3 separate regions of the Anser cygnoides genome follow, and regions 1 and 3 are each linked to region 2. A link is a contact called in public Hi-C data. All regions are on one chromosome and are shown on one strand. The core of a region is the stretch at or near the end of the contact, and the rest is flanking DNA. Distances in the headings are between cores, read along the strand shown.

The links. Hi-C and Micro-C count contacts between places; a contact is called where the count stands out from the background.
Region 1: a contact with region 2 is called in a Hi-C map of liver, with 10 times the contacts expected there. The contact joins two enhancer-like sites. A contact is called at or near these places in 2 of 7 Hi-C or Micro-C datasets (both in liver).
Region 3: a contact with region 2 is called in a Hi-C map of liver, with 8 times the contacts expected there. The contact joins two enhancer-like sites. A contact is called at or near these places in 2 of 7 Hi-C or Micro-C datasets (both in liver).

What each region holds. Positions count from the first base shown.
Region 1 is chr18:10,504,906-10,509,404 of Taihu_goose_T2T_genome, reverse strand. The region is part of intron 14 of BCAS3 (BCAS3 microtubule associated cell migration factor); the gene reads left to right. Among named protein-coding and RNA genes, the nearest start is that of BCAS3, 110 kb to the left of the region's middle. Within about 2 kb of position 2,109, at least 2 of the 3 cell types and tissues checked have open chromatin away from gene starts, as enhancers often do. A contact at or near this core is called in liver, where this site is marked.
Region 2 is chr18:10,296,604-10,300,919 of Taihu_goose_T2T_genome, reverse strand. All of the region lies in intron 23 of BCAS3 (BCAS3 microtubule associated cell migration factor), which reads left to right. Among named protein-coding and RNA genes, the nearest start is that of TBX2, 54 kb to the right of the region's middle. Within about 2 kb of position 1,714, at least 2 of the 3 cell types and tissues checked have open chromatin away from gene starts, as enhancers often do. A contact at or near this core is called in liver, where this site is marked.
Region 3 is chr18:10,548,643-10,553,103 of Taihu_goose_T2T_genome, reverse strand. BCAS3 (BCAS3 microtubule associated cell migration factor) reads left to right here. Exons shown (of 26, transcript XR_010825687.1): 10 at 2,934-3,010. Among named protein-coding and RNA genes, the nearest start is that of BCAS3, 65 kb to the left of the region's middle. Within about 2 kb of position 1,438, at least 2 of the 3 cell types and tissues checked have open chromatin away from gene starts, as enhancers often do. A contact at or near this core is called in liver, where this site is marked.

The DNA of each region.
Region 1 (4,499 bases), core at 860-3,359, 210 kb before region 2:
TGTACTTGGATTTTTATAAAAGGAAAAATGAAAATTTGTTTCAGTATCGAACGTTGTGTTTGCCCAGTCTATCCCGATAGCTCTAGCCATGCTATTTGGAACATTTCTGTTGGATGGGGGAGAGAGGGATGAGGCTGCTGTAAGTTTCCCCACAAGATAAGCTTTCACTGCTCTAAAATGTTGCTCACAGCAGATTGTGCTGCTGTTAAATGTATGCTCATATGCACTTTCTGAACTACCTGAGTTCATCATCCCCTGGAGTGGTGTCCAAAGGCAGCTGCTAGCCATCTTCTAAATTGTTAGTGATCTTTTTAGGGCTTTACTGCCCCGCAGTCCTCTTGGCATTGGTTTCAGGATGCTGAGGGAGATTTAGGTGCTGTGCTGCGGTAAGTAGGTTTCTTGAGCTTGTTTTCCCCCTGGTTTGAAGTGAAAGGTAAGTAGTAGCACTCTCCCAGACTGTTCACAGCTGGTCTTCATAACATGGTTTTCCTTCTCTCTTTCTGCATGCTTTGAACAATGAAGCAGAGTGTTACTGAGCATTTAAGTGTTGTGATTGCAAATCTATGTTGTATTAGCTGACTTTGAGCAGCACATACAGGAAGAAGCCTTATCTGCTGAATAAAACATTGGGACTGTGAAGATCATTCAGTTCCTAACTGAGCCACTCGCTTTTTTGTGTGACCAAGATCAAGATGGGTTAAGATGGAAAGTGGACCTCTGTCTCCTAAGGGAATTGTGAGGACAACGGCCTTGAAAGAATGTGAAGTACTCAGATACTTCATTGGTTTGAGTGATGTGAGTCCTAAGGTCACAACTTTCAAGTTACTTTTCTGCACACACAGTCAGAAGCCACTCTTTCGGTTACACTGAATTAAGATCTTTCAGTCTTTAAGACCTACTTATGCTTTAGAATTTTTTTTCTTAAGAGAACAAGAACCAGCATGTTTGATGCACTGTGTTACATCACGAAGGCCCACTGCAAGTGCTGGGTGCATTTAACCTTGGCAGAGAGAGTACTAAAGCTGTTAGAGATCCATGCTTGCACAGTTCTGCTGCAAAAGGAAAAATGTGTATGTGGCACACCTTTTTGGTTAAGGATATATTTTGTTGCCTTAACAGTTCTTGCATTGTGAGTCAACGCTCTCTGCACTCGTTTTTATCCAAGAGCATTTTATAAAGTTTTTAATGAAGGTATAGCATGTTCTGAGTTGAGGAAGTTCATTTACTTGCAGATGAAAGTTAGTCTGTCACCTGATGATCCTTTCCTTTTGATCTTAAATTGTAAACAGAAAAAAAAATCCTTGAAAACAGCATTATCTCAACCTAGAACAAATAAACGGAACGATAGCATCAGTGGGCTGGTGGCCAGGGTCCTCTGTAATCTTTTACGCTGTCAGACTTTTGTTATTCTGCCTCTCAAACTGCTGTTATAACTGACTTCAGTCAGTATAGGTAAACAGAGGGAATGATAAAAACATTCCAGCATGGGCTGCCCCAGAACACAGGCTGTTTTACACTTCTCTGTGGAACACGTGCATGTTTTCCTGTTGTGATTTCATGGAGATTATTCAAACTTGCATCACGTATTGAGTCCAGGTAGTGAAACACTGGATTGGATAATAAACATTTGATACAAACCTTCATGGTTAATGGAAATTTCTTTCTGTCTTGTGGCATAGCTACGTAGTCTCAATTATTGAAATAGTCCCTGGAAGAGAGACTTTCTCATTTCTAGGAAAGAATCTGGGGACAGGCTTGAAATAATAAAGATTGATTAAAAGTTGATCAGTCTTTGATGAAAGCAGACAATAAAAAACTGCTGCAGTTAGAAGTAGCTTAGCTAACTCAGGGAGACGGAGCTCAAAGCATGGTGGTGCTTGCAGTTTTGGTTATTAATACAGAGCAGCTATTCGGGCTGGACAACCCTACTTGACTGCCTCAGTGTGCCCAGGTTCTGCTGTTGTTTTTATACAGAGTCGAAATCAGTTTTGAGTACTCAGGGAGGCAGAGTTAGGTCCATGTGGGTCTGATAAATCATATTGTGTAGTTCATGATTTTATTATTTTTTCATTTGTTTGTTGTCATGTCATTTCCTTAATTTTCTCAACCAAAAAAAAGTTAAATACAGACCAGTTCTCTAATTTATTTTGACCCTTACCTCCTCAGCACTGCTGCTTTCATGTTTTTAGCAGTTGTGGTTTTTTTTTTAAGTTGTTCTCTGTGCCATCTTCCTGCACAGCATAATTAAATACTTAAGTCATGTCCTTCAAATAATGGCATGTTTTCTCTGTGACAGTGCATAGCGTGCATGAAACAGGAGTACGATCCTATTGCAGTAGCGCTGGTCATGCTTTATTGCTGTTTCACTTCAATGTTGAGGTACTATTTAACGCAGTAAAATGCCCAGGAATATACGCAGTTACTGGTGTAATTCACCACGCCTGAAAAAGGGGCAGTATGAAGAAGAGCACTAGGAAGATCAGAATGCATTTTAATCATCGTTTCTTGTAATGAACATGAAAATACACGGTGCAGTGCTGTGAGCTGTGCTCTCTATCGCCTTCTGCACACATATCAGGAGGGGATGTGCCTGGGGAGGACACGAGCAGCAGCATGTCAGTGTGGGGCTTTGCAGCCCCTTCCTTCCCATCACTCGCCTCTGCCCTATAGGTACCGTGATAGCTCAGTACAGCTCCTCCTTTGTAAGAAAGCAAGTGATAGCATAAATGTAAGTGTTGTGCAGCAAGTTAGTACAATATTAACTTCCAGAAGCGATGAAATCGAGAGGCAGGGTATGGGCTGCCAGTCATTCCCAGGAGTCGTGGTAAACAAGGTCACTGCCTGTCCCGTGTGATTCCTTGTGTAATCAGCCATACCTCTGACTATCCCATTTTAATCAACTGCTTTTAAAATAAGTTTTCTGTGTGCTGCCCTTGCTTCTGTTTTGTTTTCTCCCAGTTATGGCTTGAACTATTTTTTTTTTAAATTTTATGATTATATTCTAATTAACTTCAAATTCGGAGAAGCTGTGAGAATAAAGAATGATAGCAAAAATCTATAGATTTCGTATGTATAAAAAGTAAATGTATATCATCATTGAAGCTTTAGGCTCAGATAATTTCCTCCAGATTTTCATAATATCAGAAACAACGCTTTGGTTTGTACAGTCCTCGAAGCTGCTCTTCAGTTAGAGCAGTTGATACACGACATACCCTTGTCGGAGTCCATATGTTACATTACCCCGCTGTCTCAGTTAGACTCTGAACACAAAAGCTACGTTTTCGTGGAGTTTTCTGAAGGATTTTACAAGCACAGGGAGGTAGGCTAATGGAGTTCCAAAGAAGCATTTCCAAGAGGAGGACCAAAGCAGCGTGACCGGGGATTCTTATTTCACATCTGCACTATTTGGAATTCATGGAGCAAGCTGAATACTCCATAAAAGAAGGACAACATTTGTGTACAGCAGGAGTCACAGAATACCTGCTTTGGCCATAGGAGCACTGAGGACACGCTCTGTTACAACACTCTGGAGTCCTCCGAAGCGCGTTCTTTTGGGCCGGTAAAGGCTTTGGTATTCCTAACGTGGACCTTGAGGTACCGGGGTTTTCACTAAAACTTTCGGGGAGTCAAGTAATGTAGATCGAACCTTAAGTAACCAAACAGCTCACAACCTAGGAGGAAGTAGTCATAAAGCTAAGAGAAAGCGCTGGTATTCCCCTCAAAACTATTTGATATTGCAATTTAAAGTATCTTAAATATTCCTGAGTTAAGCAAAATCACAGATCTGTATTTCCTGTTATTGGCGCAGACAGATTAAATTTTGGAATACAGACATGAGTATTAAATCTGAGGTTGACCCTGAGCTAAAGAGTAAACTTTACATCATGAGAGATCTAGTGTACTTTGTACTTTATTAACATATATCTGTAAACACTGTGGGGTCTTGATTGATCTTCGGTATCTAAACATTACATCATAATTAACAACAAATCCAGAAATATATTATAAATACATGAAATAATAGTACATTAACCTAAAGGACAGCAATAAATTGCAACGCTTAGCATAAACTTGAAAACCACTAATGGGCCACTGTGCAGTTTGTTTATACTAGAAGCAGTCAAGAACTCTGCGCAATGTACAGTAACAGTGTGGTGGATAATAGCAAGTCTGATGTGATAATTTATATTTTCTTTTCATGGACACACACAGCTGATTTTTCAAGTGATTTCTGAGAATGCTGTAGCAAGCATTCTCCTCTCAGCCTGCTCCGCTGCTTTCTTCCAGTTCTGCTGAAGAGGAGTTAAGGGCTCTTTTGTGTTGCACAGATGGGTTTGTGCTGGGTTTTTTTAAACAACATAATCCTAAAGATGCATACTAAAAAACGAGTATTAATATGGAAACATTTCTGTTACGTAGTACAGTGAGATACAGATTTTTTCTCCACCATCCCATGGAAACGTCCTCTAAAATGCTCTACCAAAAACGTGAGAGGCCAT
Region 2 (4,316 bases), core at 465-2,964:
GCGTCCTGACCTCCAGTGAGAGCTGCAGTTGTTTCCATCATGGATAGTGTTGAGGAGTTACACATCCTTTTTATCAGTGTATTTGGCCACCGGCAGCTCCTCGCAGCGCGGATCAGCGATCCTGCCAAGCCTCTGAAAGCTCAGTGTTTAGGGTAGCCATATCTGTTTGTGTTACGATACCAGATGCTGCTTTCTTTCAGTGTAACAGAAGCAGAAGGGAGGACTCACCAAAAATAGAAAATAGCCCCAGAAGTGAAACCTTAGCGTCTCACCGAGGGGAGCGGAGGGTCAGCGTTAGCTAACGTGAAGCAGGAGGGAGGCAGTGGGGATTGATGGCAGGTCCTCGCCATCCTGCGGAGCAGGCAGTGGACGCGCCCACGGACAGCAGGGCAGTGTGAGCATCGTGCCAGCCGTCGCACAAAAGCCACATGTTTGTGTGCAGAAGTCTGCAGGGTAAAAAGGCAAAAATGCCGTATCTGGCATGGAGAGCTGAGACCTTCAAAGCCGGCTGTGCCATAAATACCCACTGGGAACTTGGCCCCGCTGTACGTACATTCGTGAGACTCGACTCATTACAAATACAGGACCTCTTGATTAGTATGAAGGATTCGTCATCAGAATTTTTTTGTGCCTGTGGGGGATCCACTTACTTATTTCAAACTGCAGCTCTAAATTGTTCCCATGCTTCATCATGCTTTGATTAGCTAAAAACTTAGAGTAACTGTTTGAGGAACTTACCATAACTAAAAAACAGGTGACAATGATCAAACCATAGGGCACAGAGCAGAAACTGCTGGTGCTTTAGGGTGTTGTGCCTGAATGTAGTTAGAGGCAACCCGCTTACAGGTTCCTGAGCGATGAAAAGACTTATTACCTGCATGCTTTCAAAGAACGTGGTACAATGCCAAGCACTGTTGCATAATGTTCTCCAGAATAAATGACAAATTAAAGCAAAAAAAAGGGGTAACTGTGCATTTAATTGCCTGTACACGCATGTATACCTAGCCCCTGCCTGTGCATCCATGTCGTGTTACAGCTGTGCTAATAGTCACCTTTCTTGCAGTAAATATTGGGCCAATTTCATCACATTTGGTTTATGTTTATCAACACAGCACTTATGCAATGGGGTTTGGGTTGCAGCAAGGGAAATAGTGCATTGCTGTCTAGCAGCGAGGTGAAGGAGTGAGAAGCCACATGTGGCAGAGTCCTGCTGGAGACTTTCCTGTGGCCGTGTTGCAACACACCCGCACAGCTCCAGTGAAAATCAAATATTTGTGCTTGAAGACAGAGCTGAGGCAATTTCCACCAGGAATATGCTGTCTCTCCCTGGATGAAAAACATCTCGCATGCATTGTACTATTATTCTGCTCGGTGCTTGACATACACTGCCTAGCAATTTTGTACTGAACTCCCCTTTCCTTTGAGCCAAGAGCGTAACATTAAACAAATCTGAGATTGCATTTGAGGACTTCCCAATCAACTGAAGAATGAACTCTGAAGCAGAAGTTGTTTTTAACAAAACGAGCTTACAATTATTATTCATAAATGCACATGTTATGGCTGCAGTTGTTCCACTTCTTTCTTTTACAACCCAATAAATTGTATACAGAACATAAAGGCTTTACTTCTTAAATAAATGTTTTGCAGCCGCCATAAATTATCTTTCTTGCATTCATAATGAAAAAAAAAATCCTGTTTGATGTTTTATATCCTCTTCCCTAAAATGTAAAATATGGTAGTTGGAGCCAGATTTTATCTCATTTGAAAATAAAAGAAGGTTCATTTCCTACTAATTTTTTTCAGTCTTAGGTTTGGAGTTCCCATGAAATGTTTCCCAATCTGCAAAGCAGTGTTACAATAAACTCCGCATTATCTGGGAGTTTGTGTTTGACTTGTACCACCGCTAATAGTCCTCGTCATAAAATGAGTTATGAACATAACCTGAATCTCCTGTATTTTTTTTAATCCCTAATGTTGGTTATATTTCATCTTTCGACGCACCCCAAATCGCTGGCTGAATATTGGATTGTTGAACTTTCCTGGATGCCAAACCTACGAGGACCCTGCCCCAGCGTTGCTGTCCTGGAAGCAGGCCTTGCTAAACTCCCAGCTCACTGGTTTGCAAAGCAAACTTCAGCCTTGTACTATTTACCTTGGCAAGTGCCCGACCAGATTGATGATCTGTAAAGTGGATTTGTTATTTGGCTGTTTGCTTTGGCAGCTCTTGAAAGCAGTTTGCTGATTACAGTCCCAGATGTCATTGCATACATTACTGTTCACTATAAGTTTCTTTTAAAGTTTTAATTTCAGCTACAAATACTATTAAGCTTTTTGCACCTTTCCGTCTTTTACTCGTGGATATTAAATATCAAGAGCAGGCAGCCCTGATTTCCTTAAATTTCCCTATTATTATCACTGTCGGCCTCCTCCAGGCATCTCTGTAGCACCAGCAGCCAGGAGGAGGAACGCCAGCATCCCCCGGTTCGGCGCTGTGCCCATCCACGGCACTGGCGTTTGCAAGTCGCTCACAGCCCCAGATTTCTAATTGTAGGTAACCTAGAAAATTGGCATTGTGTTTTTGTAAATTGTCAGGCTTAAAATGAGCAAATACTTGACTCAGAGGAGTTGACAACATCAGTAGTGCTGTTAACTAAAATCATGCCATGCCCTGTTTTTATTAGACAAAAAAAAAGGAATGTGCATCTTCCAGGTATGTTTTCTAGGTTATATCCATCTCCTCTTAACTGTGATCTTGCCTTTCAGAGGTTCTCAAACCTGGTAGGCAGTTCGGTGGATGGGTAGGCTCAAAACTCAATTCGTTCCTAACGTGGGGCAGCCGTGGTCAGGCTCAGGTGGCAGCACTCTGCTGCACGCATCGCCCGGCTCCTCCGTGCCCAGCCTGCAAACAGTAGGATGAGGAGCGAGCCGTACCTGTACGCTGTACTGCACTGGTGCCTCCAAGTGCAGCTGCCCTTCTCATGCAGAATAAAAGCCACGTAAGAATCTCAGCAGCGCGTTTGCCGTTCACCTACTGCAGGCACTGCAGAGCTGCCTCCAGGGAACAGAACGGGCCCCGCAGCTCAGTCAAACTGGCGCAGATCGTCGTGGGGTCCTGGGCTGGAACACTGAAACCAGTCTTCATAGGCAGCAGCCTTCTGTTGTTTTTTTGGTGGGGGTCCTTCCAGCTTTGAGATATTTCAGTTGAAGAAGTTAATTCACTTTAAGTAAGTTTACTTTTCAAGGGGAGGATATCATTGTAGTATTTTTGGCCACTGCTTGAAAATTCCTCTAACCCTTTACTATAATAAGCAAATTGAGCAGATTAAAGACACATTACACTGCCAAATGGTTTTTCTGAACTGTGCAACGCTACTCAGGGTGACATATATTTTTTCTGTGGAAAAGGTTGTGGGGGTTTTTGTGAGCTGCTATGCTTTTTTTAGCGCTTCCTGTTTTATTGTGTTTGAAGTGTCTTTGTGGTGACCTGTTGGGGTAAGATTCTTCCATATGGAAGTGTTTCTTCAACTTTTAATCATTTTGTTTTTAAAAAAGAAAGATTTTTAAATCCGATTTGCAGATGTCTCTGGTTTTGTTCGCAGAGAGCTTGTCCAACTCACTACAGTGTTGTAGAAACGTGAGTCATGATGAATTGTTTATATACAATATAAAGATGACATCCACATACTTGCGCTCTTAATTAAGTTTCATACCTTCTTTAAAATCTGTTTAAAATATCCTTAGAAGAGCATTCATTTGTTTTAATGTATTTCTCTCTTCAGAAAATGATATCCCTTTAAAGATGTGGGGTGAAATCCTGCTTCGCTGACTGTCTTGGCAAAATTCCCATTGGGTTTGGTGGAACTGGGATTTTACCAGTAGACCCCTCCTCTGTTGCAGAGGTCTCTGAAGTCAAGTAATATCAGGATAACAAGCAAGTTTGTCCTTTGCCTGTTCCTGGAGAAAATCTTGCTGGGATTTTACATAGGGTCAAAAAGGGTTAGAAGTTTATTTTTAAGTCTACAAGACAAAATTCTTCATTAATGTGCAACAGAATGCATATTCCCTGCACTCATATTGGGCTCACTGGCTTGTAACTGAGTCCAGAACCTGGACCACTGCATGTGCATTGTAGCTGCATCCTGTTTCCTATTAGTTTTGACACTGACATCTGAATTTCAGATTTCTTCTTGTTTAGGTTTAACTGCTCAATCAGTACGTACAAAAGACATCTTGGGACCTCTCTGCAGTCGTCTGGCTTGCACGGGGTGAACGGGCAAAACTTGGCGTCTGCCCTAAGAGCACTGAAGCAGCCCCTG
Region 3 (4,461 bases), core at 189-2,688, 250 kb before region 2:
ATGATGTTCTGCTGACTCCAGCTGTTTTTTTGGAAAGCAGAAAAACAATTTGCTTTTCCTTCCCATAAAGTATAACCCTTTGTTTATCCTTGTGCTGCAGCGAGTTTCCAAAATGCATAGACTTGCAAAGAAAAAGAAAGGGAGGAAATAGCTCTTTTTTTAATGCTGTTTTTCGTATCGGAGAGGAGTTTAGTACTGAGCTGAATTGTTGACCTCGCTGGAGGATATTATTAGAACTGGCTGATGTGTGTGTGGAGCTGTATCTAATTGACCAATCCAGTTCAAACTACCTACAATAGGTTTGGTGAAAACAGTTCTGTTCTTAAGATAACTTCACTTTGTTCTTTGTGTATGATTGATTTGTGATTTGAAGAATAATGCTCTTTTGTAGCTCTTCAGTTACTTCAGTTCACAGAAATAATTGAAACAGTGCCCGTTTCCAAGAAAGACATTTCTTTTTTGCCACGAGTTGTTAAAATGCTTGCTTTTGTCATTACAGAGCATCTGTTGAGTGATACTCCTTTTGTTTTCTGCTGCGAGGATATTACGAGGTGCTTGCAGAATATAGGAAATGCGAGTGAGTGATTCTGAAGTCACTGTGGAGATCTGTGTGATGAGGGTTGTCATCTGACAGCTTTTAATGATTTATTTTGTACGTAAAAGGGGAGAAAACTAAATAAAATCTGGTGGACCTGAATGTCCTTACCGACCCAGATGAGGATTGCCGAAGCAGAAGTCAGCGTTAAAACCTTACTGGTCATGATCTATAATGTCATCGGAAGAACACGGTTGTATTTACTACTTGGGGTTGTATTTACAACCTTTTCTTGCTTTCTTTGTTCCTTAAGAGTCTTTGGCTACCCACATTTTATGCACTTCTGGAATGCAATAACAATTGTGGCATCATCTCTTCAGAATTCGTTTTCCTTCCTGAGATGAAGGCAGTGATAAGGCCTTAGAAAATACTCGCTTGGTTTTGCTTTCCTGGCCTGAGATGGATTTAATTCGATGAATTGCTGCTTTTCTCCTTCCAGTGCTTTATGACCTTTGAAATAGCTTGCTGTGATCTTCCGAATTTTGCAATACCCTCACTGCTCCGGTCTAAAAAAGGAGCTGGAGCTGTTGGCCTAGCAGGAGCGGTACAGCAGCTGTTCGTGCTCGTGCCAACCAAATGCCATCAAACGTGTCTTTGAGTTTCATCAAATCTTTGTAAAACTGTGTCTGTACACTGTAGTTAATCACCCACACACCTTTCTCATTGTTTTGCGAGCCTGGAAAATGATGCTGCTCAGCTTAAAGCCTGTTGTCCTCACTAAACGGACGTTTTGGGGACCTGTTAGAAAAGATCCCGATGTTTGTCAAATGAAGAAGGTGAATACAGTTGCTTTTTCTCGCTGTAATGAGCAGATCACTATCCAAGAGTCTGACAAAAAGAGACATTGGTGGAATACTAGCTGAGATATCTGTAAGTTTTTTTAATATGTTACTTTTCAGAATGGGATCTTACGCAATACGTTTTTGTTGTTCTTTTTCTGTGTTTTTCTAAAATGCCGCTTGCTGCATCACCGTGCTCCTTCTGCCTGTGGTACGGGATCGACTGACCTGGGCTCCTTTAGAGGAGAGATGAGTCTATAAGTTTTTTAATGTTTTGGGGTTTGTCCAACCAGTGAAAGAGAATCTGAATTACTGACCTGTCTGTATTAGTGCAGGAGCTGCTGAAAACAGAGAGTGGCCGTTTGTTTGATGTCCCCTCCTTCTCCCCCCCCGCTTTGTGATATTTCTTATTTATATAGGCTTTTGTGTACCAGAAAGGATTTAGGTCTAGTAAATGGCATTATGCACGTGGCTGAAGGCCTTTGTTTACTAGCTTAAGTTTGAACACTCAAGCTCAAATCCTGTTATCAGGGCCCTAATCAGTAAACAGTTTTCTGGTTTCATCTGTGTGACTTCGGTATCTGAACTTTCAGACTCCTACCTGGACAAAGGATCCCACTGAAACCGGCCTGCTGGAACCACGCGGCGCAGGCGTGCACGGAGTCAGGGCTAGCATGTTAAAGTTCAGACACGCTGGTAGGACTCGAGTGCTAAATGCAGGCAACAGCTACACGGTGGTGTAGGAAGAGCAGCCGTCCACCCCAGGGGGCTTAATCTGAAATGACAAAAAACAAAAGAGGGGAAACAAGACAGGGAAATAGGACGGTAATAGCAATTAGGGTGAGGGTCACCATGCTACTTTTAGTTGTAGATTACTTAAGCTTTTAATTTGTTTCACCATTGTCTAGTTGATTTCAGTAGTTTTAAATTTTCTGTTTTTAATTTTAGTAGTTAAGTGTGATATTCTCAGTTGTTGCACATTTTATTTTCACCTTATACACGTGTATTTATCTATTTTTAATAACGTAATAAAAAGCAGATGAACAATGGAAATTTTGCTACTGATTTTAAAGGAATGACAAATTCACTGTAAAGTTAAGTATATGCAAAAGTCTTCTGAGAAACTAAAGGCTTGTATGTAGAATAATTAAAAACAAAACCAAAAGCACAATGCACATTTTCACACCACAAAAATCTGGAAGAGCTTGGAAGTGGAAGCATTGACCAATTGAAACGTGTCAATAAAGTAAAATTAATTAAAACGTGAAGATACAGAACCAATTGAGTCAATCCTTTAAAATCTCCCTCACCCTGCTGTATCAAAATGACATGAAGAAATGCAAACATAAGGAGAAACCATTATTTACACATAATTAACTGTTCAAAATAGCTCGTCTAACCACAGTCTTATCTTTAGGAACAAAAATCTAAGCATTTACTGAGTGATATTAGCAACTGAAAGGTTTTTGTTTAGACTTTTTGTTTTCTTGGCAATAAGTAAAATTCCTTGCAAGAAGTCAGTAAGATATTTCTTAATGCTGCCTTTTAAAACTTTTCAGGCTGCTATCCATGTCCAGGGCCAAACATGAATCCTATAGCGCTCGGAAGCCGTTGGCTTGCTTATGCAGAAAATAAGGTAAGGAAAGATTTGATTTCAAAAAATACTTTTTTTTTTTTCTTTGTACTCTATAAACAAGAGCTAGAATGAAATCTAGAAACAATCTCAGAAACAAGCTGTGTAAAAAAGATCTGTAAGAGGACTTGCGTAACGATGACAGATCTAATCTTTGACCCACACTAGCTGCGCTTTGGTATTCATGTGTCATATCTTTACTCTGTGCATTTGATTTAAGTTCATGAACTTGATAAATGCGTAAGTCGTGTGGGCAGAGAAGAAAGCTATCAACATATATGCTCAGTGAGAGACTCAATCAATCCATTTTGCATTTGAAAATCCTAAAACACCTCTGAAAGGCAAGGAAGGATTCTTAAATTCTCTTTGGGCAAACCGAGTCAGAACAGAGCCTGTGGTTTGTCTGACAACTCAGCAATACACTTTGTAGATTAGGAAATCTGTTTTTTTCACATCCTTGCTGAAATTGATAAGCTCTAGGGGAAAAAAAAAAAAGTTAATTTTTCTTATTTCTAGATATAAGAAGAAAATAGATCCCAAGCAAAACAATTATCACTCTTATTAAAGCTTGAAGTGTTTGAAAAGTTTAATTTCAGCTTCTAATTCCTTATTTTAATTTTGAAGCAGATGTTTTTTCTCCCTTCCACTTGCACCTGGAATAGCTGTTTCTTGGGCTGAAACAGGAGTTACCAGAGAAACAGACTTTATAACTTTATTATACCCTTTCATGCACAACCGATTTCTCTGCAAATTCAGGCCTGCCTTTCCTTTAATGCCACACTTACGGGGTTTTATAAAACTTAACCAGTCAACTTGAGATTTAAAAAGTGCTACTGCCAAAAATATAAACCACTGATCAACGAAAAGAATTACATCAGAAAATAAATTTAAATAGCTTGTGTGTTCCCAGGTATATTCTCTGTGGACATCTCCTTTCTCCCTAGTTTAATTATTTTTATTTAGATATTTAAATATAAGCAGAAAAGTAATACCTTTAGAAACAAATATATCTTAACAGTGATTTTTTAGTTTCTTTTAGCAAAAACAGTTAAACGGGCAAACATGTTCTGTGTACCAGTAACAAATATCCATAGTTCTTTGCCATTTTATTTAATAAGAAGCACAGCTTCTATTGTTAGTTGGAGTTCAATGGCAAGAACTGCTTTTGTAGGTTGATGGAAGGTAGAAGAGTCTTGTTTTGATTTATTAAATTTGATGGAAAGCAATATAGAGTAAACCCCATGTACATTCCTCTAATCTATTAAATGTAAAGTTTAAAGTTGCTCTCTTCCTTTGTCGTTGCTTTGCTTGCTTGTCATAAAAAGGAGGGGAAAGCCACATTCAAATTCTTAGAATGTCTGATATTTAAAGTTACATATACATGGCTAAAGCTTTTGATTATATTTATTTAAATTTATTTGTGGTATTACTGCCAGACCCCAAATCCCACCATT